Linked DNA regions of Anas platyrhynchos: region 2 is linked to region 1. The links are chromatin contacts, called in public Hi-C maps. All regions are on one chromosome and are shown on one strand. The core of a region is the stretch at or near the end of the contact, and the rest is flanking DNA. Distances in the headings are between cores, read along the strand shown. Region 1 overlaps UBR4 (ubiquitin protein ligase E3 component n-recognin 4). Region 2 overlaps UBR4 (ubiquitin protein ligase E3 component n-recognin 4).

Region 1 (5,225 bases), core at 1,761-4,260:
CTGCAGGATGTTTTGTACTGGATGATTGTAAAGGTCATTCCACTTGTTGGATCCAAAATATTTTAAGCTCTGTTTGCAAAAGAATATACTCTGGGGCCAAATGGAATCACAACACACTACTCTAGGTACAGAGAATCCACATAGTAGCATTAACTGACACCAACACTTCTTTATTTCACTTACACGTTCATAACAGACTTACCTGCAAGGCAGGGGACTGAAGATCTGAGGTCACTAAGGAGTGGTTGAAGTGATACAGTGCAGCAGCAAACTCTTCATCTGATGTGCCTATAATACAGGGATTGAGCCACTTAACATTATTGCTCTCCTATATTTAAGATTTCCACATGGAACTAAGAAAATATTCTATAAATCCTACTGTTTGTACTCTCTAACAGAGAAGTTCCGCTCACTCACCCTTAAGCCCATCCTTATCCACTTCTTTGATGATGCTAGCCAATGTTGCCATGTGCTGCTCCGAAAGAGAGACACTCAGGTAGTTGCGAATGAAGTTATTCCTGGAGTTCAGCATAGAAGAAGTGATGAAGTTCAAAATGTTTGAAGCTAGGCTCAAAAACTGAAAAGAAAAAGAAAAATTTACTGTAGAAACAGAAAAAAATCTGAGGGAGTATGAGAAAACATTAAAAAAGCCAAAACCATCAGTAAAATAAATTGAGCTCCCTAACAACACCCCAGTTAGTGGTGTGCAGGTTTAGTTTACTTAGTGCAATGCAACTCACTGCACTTTGTGCTCCTTATCAGGACTGATTTTATAATTCTCTGAAAAATCTGCAAGTCTCTAACTTCTTTACTGAAGTATTTATTTTTATCTTTATCCAATGGAGCTGGAGCTCACAGCATTCTACCAGAAAATTAGTTCACTTATAGTTCTGCCCTCATTTTGCCTCTCCCTCTGTAACCCAAACTGATACCTTCAGTCTTTGCTTCTGTAGCAATAACAAATAGAATAGTAAAGCAAACTCTTGTCCTCAAAGCCTAGACAGTCACTGATTCTCCATCAGTGACATTTACCATGCTACTTGTCAACACAGCTAGCCACTGTCAAGTAAATGATGCTGCAGCACATCTGTTATTTATTATGCTCCCATACCAATTCTGGATCTTTGCGGCTGGCCAAGATGTTCCCATTCTCTCCTGCAGTCTGTTTGTTAGGGCTTTTGACTCTAGGAGAGCTCTCTAAAGGTGGTGGTGGAGGGGGTGGTGGTGGGGCCACTTTCTCTTTGCTTGGAGAGATTGTCTCTTCAAACCATTGCCCCAGGATTGGTTCACTATCATCATCTAACACAGGAGGCAAGAAAAACAAAAGCACAGTATAGTAAGCAATTGCCTTATGCAAACTACCTAGCATAGAAAAGGACTAAAGAGTTTCTGTGAGCAGAGTTAAGGGATTTGCAATTTTCATTTCTCCCTTCCAATCACAGGGCTCAGCAGTTTTATGGCAGTCCAGCAGGAATTTACAAGAAGAAATAATTTCTACTCTCCTAAGAAGCAAACTGTGCCAAATTCCAGCCACTCTGGCTTAAGTTTACAGAAGAGAGTACAGTCAGCATTACTTCTGCCAACAGATCTTACAGTTTCATATTTTTAGCATTACATATCATTCCAGTCCAAGAAGACAAAAGCACAGTATCCAGGTTTCCACTACGTCTTTAAGACAGCACAAAATTCTGACTTAAGTTACTCGCCGCAAATTCTGTTACCTTGGCTGCTGTCCTCCTCAGTGCTGCTAAAATCATCTTCATAGTAAGTATTTGAATCAGTAGAGGCACTTGCATCACTGCTCATGGAGCCCTTCCTCTGACGCTGCAAGACACAAGCCTTAGAACACCAGAATAAATTAAATTTTAGGATTATGGAAGACAAGAATTTGAAAACAAGAGAATCTTTCTAAATTACTCTATTTTTCTTCTAGTAAATTCTATTCAGTTAATAAATTAACAGTTCTTATCAACTCCTCTACCTTAAGTTAGATATCAAAATTTATAAAAATTCTGACTTTTAAAAATAAATCTGTGCCACCCTTGTAACACTTTGAGTACCAGCTTTAACATGAAAGCACCTGTTTTGAATACAGTTTTTTCATCTTCTTGCTAAATTTATAAATACCACCGTGCTTACAAAAAAATATTTGTTAGAACAAGTTTGTCAAATTTACATCTCTGAAAAGAGAGAGGCCCCAACTGACAGCTTCTAACAGAAGAATTCTAACTACTTCTTTGCATATGCATAGTTTATAAAGAGATAATTTTGCATGCAGATGATACTCAGTAGGAGTGGCTGAGCTACAGAACTTTCCCAGCTGTATGCCCATTCCTACCTTTCTGTAGGATGTAGATAGCAAAGTCAACAACAAATTAGTGAGAGGTACAGAATCTATCAGCCTCTGGATTCTCTGTATTGATGTGCTTTGAGCCATGATATCCAGCACTGCTGGTGGACCATCACTCTCCCAACCCTGTAGGACAACAATGAAACGAGAATTTGAAGTGTGTTTCGGTGGAAAAGGCAAAGAACCTTTCACAAGAACTGCACACACTACCTACACACCTTGTGTAATGCCTCCACTTGCAAATCTTGAAAGAGAGATGACAGCAATTTGATGGCATGATTTGCTAGCACCACTGACAGAACACCAAACCCTTGATGTCTACAGAAAAATAAAAGATACAATGTAATTTTAGGGGAAAAAAATAAAAAAGATTGAGTGAAGTGACAGGAACTGCTTTGATAAACCAAGAAAGAAGAGATGACTACTATTTTTCAAGAATCAAGACTTGAATTTCCAATGGGGAGACCAACAGGACTCCATAGTAGTTGCCTGCTGGACATGGTTAGATACATGGACAATGATTACTTCAGTGGGGTATTTACATACCCTTTCCCAGGTCCTAGTTTGGGAGACCCAACGCCCTCTTTCGTACGAGCAATAATGTCTCTGACGCGAAGAGCAGCCAATGGATCTTTCTCCTTCCCCTTATCAGCCAAGGCCGTGGGGCTGAGGTTCAAGATGAGGAAGAGACTGTTTAGCAAACACCAAGCCCCAAGCAGCTGGAAGTTCTGATAATGCTATCACCCAAAAAGTGGAGGCAAAAAAAAAGACAGAATCGTGTTAAGTCCAAATGCCAAAATACATCAGCACAAAAACAGTGAGAAAGCTTTCTGAAGAGAGACAGATCTTACCTCACCCCCTGCACGGCGTGAATTGCTGATGGCTTGTCCAATCATTTCATAGATTTCAAGCTGCAAATAAATCCCAAACCACAGTAATGTTTAAGCACTTGATTGGGCAATAACCAAACCACCTTTTAAACCACACTAAACCACACTTTTAAAACTCCAGACATAACTGTTTTTTCCCCTCCACAATTAGCCACCCAATTACTTGATCCGCCAGACTAGTGCCTAGAAATAACAGACATGTACTGCAATGGAAATAAATACAAATTCTACACACTTCACTTGCCGAGAACGAAAACAATACATACACACACACTTTCCCATCTACTTACACATTTCTGTACAATAGTAGCAGCATCATTTTCATAATCTTCTTCTTTAGAACTTGTTGACCCAGTCCGAACCTGCTGAGTGCTACCCACATGTAGGATGGCCATGCAAGTTGCCACACTCACACCTGATCGAAAACAAGGTCACAGTCTTCCTAGGAGCCATTCTTGGGACTCAACGTTCCCATTTAGTACACAAAAACAAGCAGTATTAAACATGCACATGAACTCAGGAGAGCTGCGAATATATATTCTTGCAGCTGAGAGATTAAAAAAAATCTTTCTGAAGTACACCTGAAACAGCAAGGTTTTGTCCTACAGAAGTAAGCGTGTGAAAACAAGTAAAGGAGGAAATATTTTACCACGTAATTCAATTCCATTTGTAAGGCAACCTTCTTACTCAATTACCAACTCTTTAAAATCTTACCCATACCAATATAAGCCCTCAGGATTCTGGAGTATTTAAAACCACTCCAGGGAAACAAGGATGATTTGGGGATATAACCAATTAGGCTGAAGGAATAAGAATCACAAAAATGTATTACACTCTCAACATAAGAGAACAGAAATTACAGGCAATTAAGAATGTGTAGAGTCACAGAGTCTCTCAGAAACTGACAAGAGCATTTGCAGAACAAATTTGAACTGCAGTACCACTAGAACAATGTTCACATTACCCAGTCCCCACACTATGCAGCATGGTGCATAAATTTCAGGTCTGTGAGAAATAAAGGTGGGCTGAGCCTCAGACATGTAGGTAACAAACCAGAGCAGAAGCAAAAGCGACTTTAAGCTCTTAAAAAAAATATTAAAAAAATCTATTCACCTGCATAGAGACAGCTGAGAGCAAGAACAGTCACATCTTGGAGCCGCGTGGGTGTCAGGGGCTCCAACACAGGCAGAGACAGAGTATCCAGTGCCATGGTCACATCTATTACCAGTGAGTGAAATCTACAGAAACGACACAGGTTAAGATTCAACAATGCAATATGCAATGCACACATCACACGTCCATAGGAACAACACAATAATAGATACAGCATAGCTAGTAAATTTATTTTCTCTCGTATGGTGTACTCAGCACATACCAAAGAAAAGTGACAACACAGTCTTACCCGTTACGAACAGCAGTGGCATCTGCCACGGTGGCTGGCATAATAAAAAATGAGTTGGCTGACACTGCATCCTGAAACCGATTTATGTATCGCAAAAAGTATGGGAGGTTCAGGCACACTCTCAGCAATTTTTCAGAGCCACCTACCAAACAAAAACAGCAGTGTTTTATTGTTACTGTTACACAGGAGAGCTTCTAGGCAGAACTTCTAATGATCTAATAGTCATTAATTACTGACTTAATTATTCTTTGTGGTGAGACAACATCATCATAGATGAGGTAACAGGATAAAGACTAATTTACAAGACATAAACCAGATGGTGAAGTTTTCAGCCAGTACTTTTAACGGGCATCATAAAGCTTTGTGTGCCTGTTACATGGCACACTGGGTCTAATTCACACCTGCTCAGTAAACCATCCCATTGGCTATTTTACATTGTCCACCTTTTCCTCCAAAACACAGCTAACAGATACAAATACATTGAGCTCATCTCCTCTGCAATGAAGATAACTACATTATGATCACCACAATCCCCTAGGGTAACATCAGCATACATACAACCAAGTGAGTCCTAAAAAACAAA
Region 2 (5,225 bases), core at 1,011-3,510, 40 kb before region 1:
TTTCTTGGCTTTGTGCCATCGAGCTGGTCTGGGAAAGAAAAGCAAGCCACATCGCTTTTCAACAGGGAAGTACCCTCCTGCCCACGCACAAAGGGAAGCCAAACACAACCGCCTCAGCTCCAAATCTACTTTAAATGGGATGAATGGAGAGCAGTTCTAGGATTCGCTTCCTTAGCTTCTGTATTGACATGATATGTAGCCAGAAATACATTTTAAGCCTTTATCCTCTTCATAGAGAGAGACTGTTTAGGATTAAAGAGCTGTTGATGCCTCATGGAAAAACTTTAATTCTACAGACATTTTCTAGGGATTTTCACCTCCGTTTTTTTTTATTAGTAAAGACATTTGCATGAAAACAGGATATTTATTTCTTAAGATCTCATCTGCTCCCACTGCTTATTCTCAACCTGAAGTCAGAATCCTCTCTTTGTGACATCATAATCCTCTCCACAGCAGCCACTTGTGATGTCACAGAGGATTAAGACTTCAAATAAGCAATAAGCAGCAGGCACAGATTAATCCCTAAGCCAAAGAGATCTGATTCTGGTGAGAACATCTCAAGAAGTAAGAAGGGAAAGCATATAAGCAGAACTGGCTCCAGACTGAGCAATATATTAAAAAGGAGCATTTTTCCTGGGTAAAGCAGCAGTCGAGAGCTAGGTTATCTGACTCCTAATTTTAGCTCTACTATATGGTTTCAAGCAAGTAATGTTAACACTTTCAGCATTGCTGGATGCATTGCAAGGTCCAAATTCATTTCTCAGTGAAACTCCCCAGAAGGTGCTACTGGTATTAATATTAGTTTCCAAACAATTAAGCTAAGTGCTTAAAACTAAGCTTGTACAAAATTTGTGTACAGACATTTAACAGGCATATTTCAAGCTCTAGGTGACATTTGGATCTTTTCTTCAACAAATTCCTGTAGGAGATTCAGAACAATCCCACTCAGCATGGACATACAGTGATAAGTAACAGTCTAAGAAGGAATTATTACCTAAAACGAGCCAGGAAGATGAAACAAACCATGCAGAATGGCCAATACAAATCCAACCTATTCACCTCACCAGAAATCGTAACATCAAATAAAGGGGCTTGCACACAAAAAACATGGATGAACATACTTGTTTTTCAGCTCCACTATAGCTTGCACTGTCCTGTTGTTGTAATAGAGGTTGATGGTTCGGACCATTTTGGTGCGTTTCAAGTCTCCTATCTTCGCTGTCACTTTGCTGATGGTGTGGCTGCCGATCAGCTTCACCACTTGCTGAGTGGTAGTATACCGCGTGTCCACTTTAATGGAGGAAAGCTTAATATACTGAGAAGACAAAAACCAATATGATCACATTCCAACAATACACAAACAGCAAATCACGCTGCTGTAAAAGGTTGGGATCCCTATAATTAATTGGAAAGGGGGTAAGAACAACAGGTACTTACACAGAAGGGCACTTCTGGATTGTTGCAGACAAGGCAAGGATCACTCTCCAGGTAATACCCATCAAATTCCACCAGCCCAGAGAGCGTGCTGGAATGAAGGGAAGAAAACTAACTTACAGACTTTTGGTATTCACTTTGTTTTATGCATGAGCCATTCAGGTAATCCGAAGAGTTTAGTTTAGCTATAATTGCCAGCATAGGCAGCATTTCAGTAAAATTATTAACAGTCAAGATATGACCAAGAACACAAAACATCATTCTGCAAAACTATTATTCTCCAACTGTTCCTACTATTTTATAACGTTTACCAAACAGAAGAGCAGAAAAATCCTAAAGCTACTGCCTTAAAAAAAAAAAAAAAAACTGAAAAAAAAAAACCTACTGCCAATCACACATGCAATTCATTTTTTTTTAATGGCAGAAAAAAGCCTGCTATTCTCTCAAGACCAGCTGAAGCAAGTATATAATCTCAGCGGGGGTCCTTCCTCCACCACAATTTCATTAGAAGAATTGTGTATTCCCCTGTGGATCGCAGCTTCTCTGCTGCAAAGCTCCTTTAGTGAAATGGATCAAAGAAAGAAGAAACTCACTTGTAAATGTTGGAGTTAGGGTGGTTAGTAAGAATGTGGTTTTGAGTCCGTAGGATCTCCACAGCCTTTTGGGAGTATTCCTTCAACTGAAATACAATTAGGAAATACTGTTTTCTCAGCATTTTTTTTTAATTGCTACAAAGACAAAGATTACTCATCTTATGGCATGCTAGGTCCCCCAGAAGATGCACGCACTATACCCACAGGAATTTGTGTGGTTAAGTCATTAACCAGAAACGTAACAGATCCTAAAATTAGACCTTTACCACAATAACAGTGCTATTTGTCAAAGCCAATGACTGCAAATGCCTGCCAAGATTCCTAGGGTATTCCCAGCTCTTTAAAAATACATATGCAAGTATCAGTGCATCTAAATTATTTGTTCTCAGCCCACTGGTCCCCTAAGAAATCCTACCACTTCCTTTGTTCAAAAGTCACGGTTACAAAATTTCTAAGAACTGAAAAAAAAAATCTATAAATTGGAACCAGCAGATTTCCCGAGGAAAAGTTTTCTTCTAGATAAAATAAAAATAAAAACCACAACACAACAAAGCAAGATAAAAAAAATCTCCAGTCCCCAATTTTTTTTAGGGAGTCTACCTTTTTTAACATTCAAATTTTGGGAATGAAAACATTTCTACCAGAAGCTGTTTTGACAGAAAATCTGTCCCAGCCGTACCTTTTAAACAAGTACTAACAAAATTCATAACTGGCTGGGCCTTGGATGATGTACCTTTTCAGAAAGGCACTGTACCTTTTTCTCAGTCTGCTGTGTTTTCAGAGAGAAGTATCCCAGGAGATCTACAAACTGGGCAGCCTTTCTTCCATAGGCTGGAAGTTCTGGCCAGATTGACCACATGAGATCCAGCAGTAATTCTTGCTGAGACTTGTTAGAGTTCCTGTTGGATATATTACAGATCAATTAGGCTTGTTGAGATAGCAATTTTGACAACAGCTGTATTGACAAGATAACTATATAGGGGATGGAAAATACATCAGATCACTAAACATTGTAACTATTATCTTGCTATACATGAGACTTCAGAGTCAAATCTCAACTCTTCTTGCCAACAGCAGTATTCCAGCACACTCTGAAATAAAAACAGAGGTCTTGCAGCAACTCAATAGACTCTTGAAGTAGTTCAGCATCCTGCTATCTGCTTTTGCATATATAACTCCCACCTTTTTAATTGCATATGCCTGTATTTGATTCACAAATTCACCCTCCCACAAACACCTACTCCTGTAGATGTCAGGAGCCAGATTCTGAAGGCAGAAATAAAATGCTTGTTGCAGATGATAACTCAAGTTGATCAGAAATGTGTAAGTCACAACTTAAATCTCCAGTCCCAACAACTGCAGAATAGTGTGAGCAACTCAAGGTGATGTCATTATTTGCAAGTCTCAGAAGCATTCAGGACAGAGCCTCAAACATTAACTCTTCCACGAGGACAGAGCTTTTTCATCTTTCCAGAACTGAGTTGAAATTGCTCAGAAAGGCTCCCTCCCAGCTCACCTGTAGATGTGGAGTGCGAGACAGTGGGCCTGCCATCTCACAGAGGATGAGTTGGACTCCAGCAAGAAGCAACGCAGGAACTGAATGAGGGTCTCCTTATCAGCAAACTTGTTCAGCTGGTTCACCAGAGCTGTACACAGCTGATCTTCCTGACTGCCTGAACTCTCACCTAGGAGACACCAGGTAGCACGATACAGACTTAAGAAAGCAGATGAATGGAGTACCTCACAGGCTAGCCAGTTTCCTATTCTATAGATCATAAAGAATAATGGATCTTACAGATAATGGAGGCAAATGACTGTGGTTAAGTCAACAAGCAAGTTCAATATTCCTCTTTTTTATGATTATTTTTTTAAATATAAGCTAAAGCTTCTGACTAATACAAAAGAAAACTCCCAGAATACTTGCCAGTAAGGATGTGAGAAATGTACTACACATCCTGATAAAAAAGAGAAGCAGAAATAATAGGGCAGTGAAAACAGTCACAAAGAATCGTCTGTCAGAGAAAGCCAAAATAGTTTCCTGAAGAAAAGCCAGGAGGGAATTTATGCCCATGACTTTTACAGGAAAGCTTAATTACTTTCCCAAGACTTTGGACATCCATTAAGAAGCAGCCTTGGCTCCAACATAGCTTACAAGTCAGACAGAGGAAACAAGTCTGAACATAACCATTGAAGAGCAGAGCTAATTAGGTGTTCATCAACAGTGTTTAATTTCCATGAGCATTTCAATCTCCTACAACCCAGGACAAGCAATTTAGGTGGAAGCTACTCGGTCACTGGTACAGGCAACTTCCATTAGACAATTTAAAGCCCACTCAAGTTAATAAATACTCACAGTGGGTTTGGGGTATACCCAACACTTAATTTCAGTCCCAACTCTTACGGCATACTACTTCATCTTTGACCCCTTTACTACGCACAATAAAACCACTCTCCTAGATGTAGCTAAAGTTTGCAAGTGCCCTTGCCAAGATCCATGCCTCCTTCACAACAGTACTATTTATCACAATGAGAAACAAGCAGTTCTTTCTAAACAGAAGTACAAAAAGCTAAGAGGAGCAAACTTCATCCCTGAAAGAACCACGGAACAGGGCACAGCTGCAGCTCACCCTCTCGCTCCTTTTCCTTTTCTTCCTTTTTGCTCTTTTTCGTGGAGGATTTGCTCTGTGTGGATGTCTGCCCAGAGCCTGATGCTGCAGGAGCAGAGGTGGAAGAGGTGCTTGATGATCCGGAGGATGAAGCCATGGACAGTACTTTACTGCCACACAGAGCACAAGACAGAAGCTGCAGGAGAACTGGTGACACTCCTTCATCTACCAGGAAGCTGACTTGAAGGAGGAAATAGAGAACCGCTGCAGAGAAAAGAGAAAAAAATTGTTGCCTGAATTAAAAGCAGAAAAACCCACACCAAACAATCAAACCAAACCACCACCAACAAAAAACACCTTTGATCATGACAAGGACCATCCCACAGACTTACAGAACATTCCCATCCCTACACTAAGGAAGCATAACATTGGGTACAACAAGGCAAAGTGTTTCGTCCCAAGTTACATGCTGGAAAAACAGCATTACAAAAAAAAGAGAAGGCAGATCTCATAATTCATGTTCTAGTAAGTTATCCATTAAACCGTACTGCGTTTTTTATGTAGGAAGACATGCAATTAGACCACTGTGACA

The links. A called contact is a pair of places that touch in the nucleus more often than the background predicts.
Region 2: a contact with region 1 is called in a Hi-C map of skeletal muscle, with 2.7 times the contacts expected there. The contact joins two enhancer-like sites. A contact is called at or near these places in 2 of 8 Hi-C or Micro-C datasets (liver and skeletal muscle).

What each region holds. Positions count from the first base shown.
Region 1 is chr22:6,780,941-6,786,165 of IASCAAS_PekinDuck_T2T, reverse strand. It overlaps UBR4 (ubiquitin protein ligase E3 component n-recognin 4), which reads right to left. Exons shown (of 106, transcript XM_072026892.1): 7 at 4,643-4,784; 8 at 4,354-4,478; 9 at 3,531-3,655; 10 at 3,202-3,261; 11 at 2,897-3,087; 12 at 2,569-2,668; 13 at 2,339-2,476; 14 at 1,722-1,839; 15 at 1,112-1,299; 16 at 418-577; 17 at 203-288. Among named protein-coding and RNA genes, the nearest start is that of UBR4, 9.2 kb to the right of the region's middle. Within about 2 kb of position 3,010, at least 1 of the 8 cell types and tissues checked has an H3K27ac peak or open chromatin away from gene starts, as enhancers often do.
Region 2 is chr22:6,820,101-6,825,325 of IASCAAS_PekinDuck_T2T, reverse strand. It overlaps UBR4 (ubiquitin protein ligase E3 component n-recognin 4), which reads right to left. Exons shown (of 106, transcript XM_072026892.1): 68 at 4,655-4,897; 69 at 3,544-3,712; 70 at 2,782-2,926; 71 at 2,028-2,113; 72 at 1,438-1,525; 73 at 1,122-1,315; 74 at 1-28. Among named protein-coding and RNA genes, the nearest start is that of IFFO2, 39 kb to the left of the region's middle. Within about 2 kb of position 2,260, at least 2 of the 8 cell types and tissues checked have an H3K27ac peak or open chromatin away from gene starts, as enhancers often do.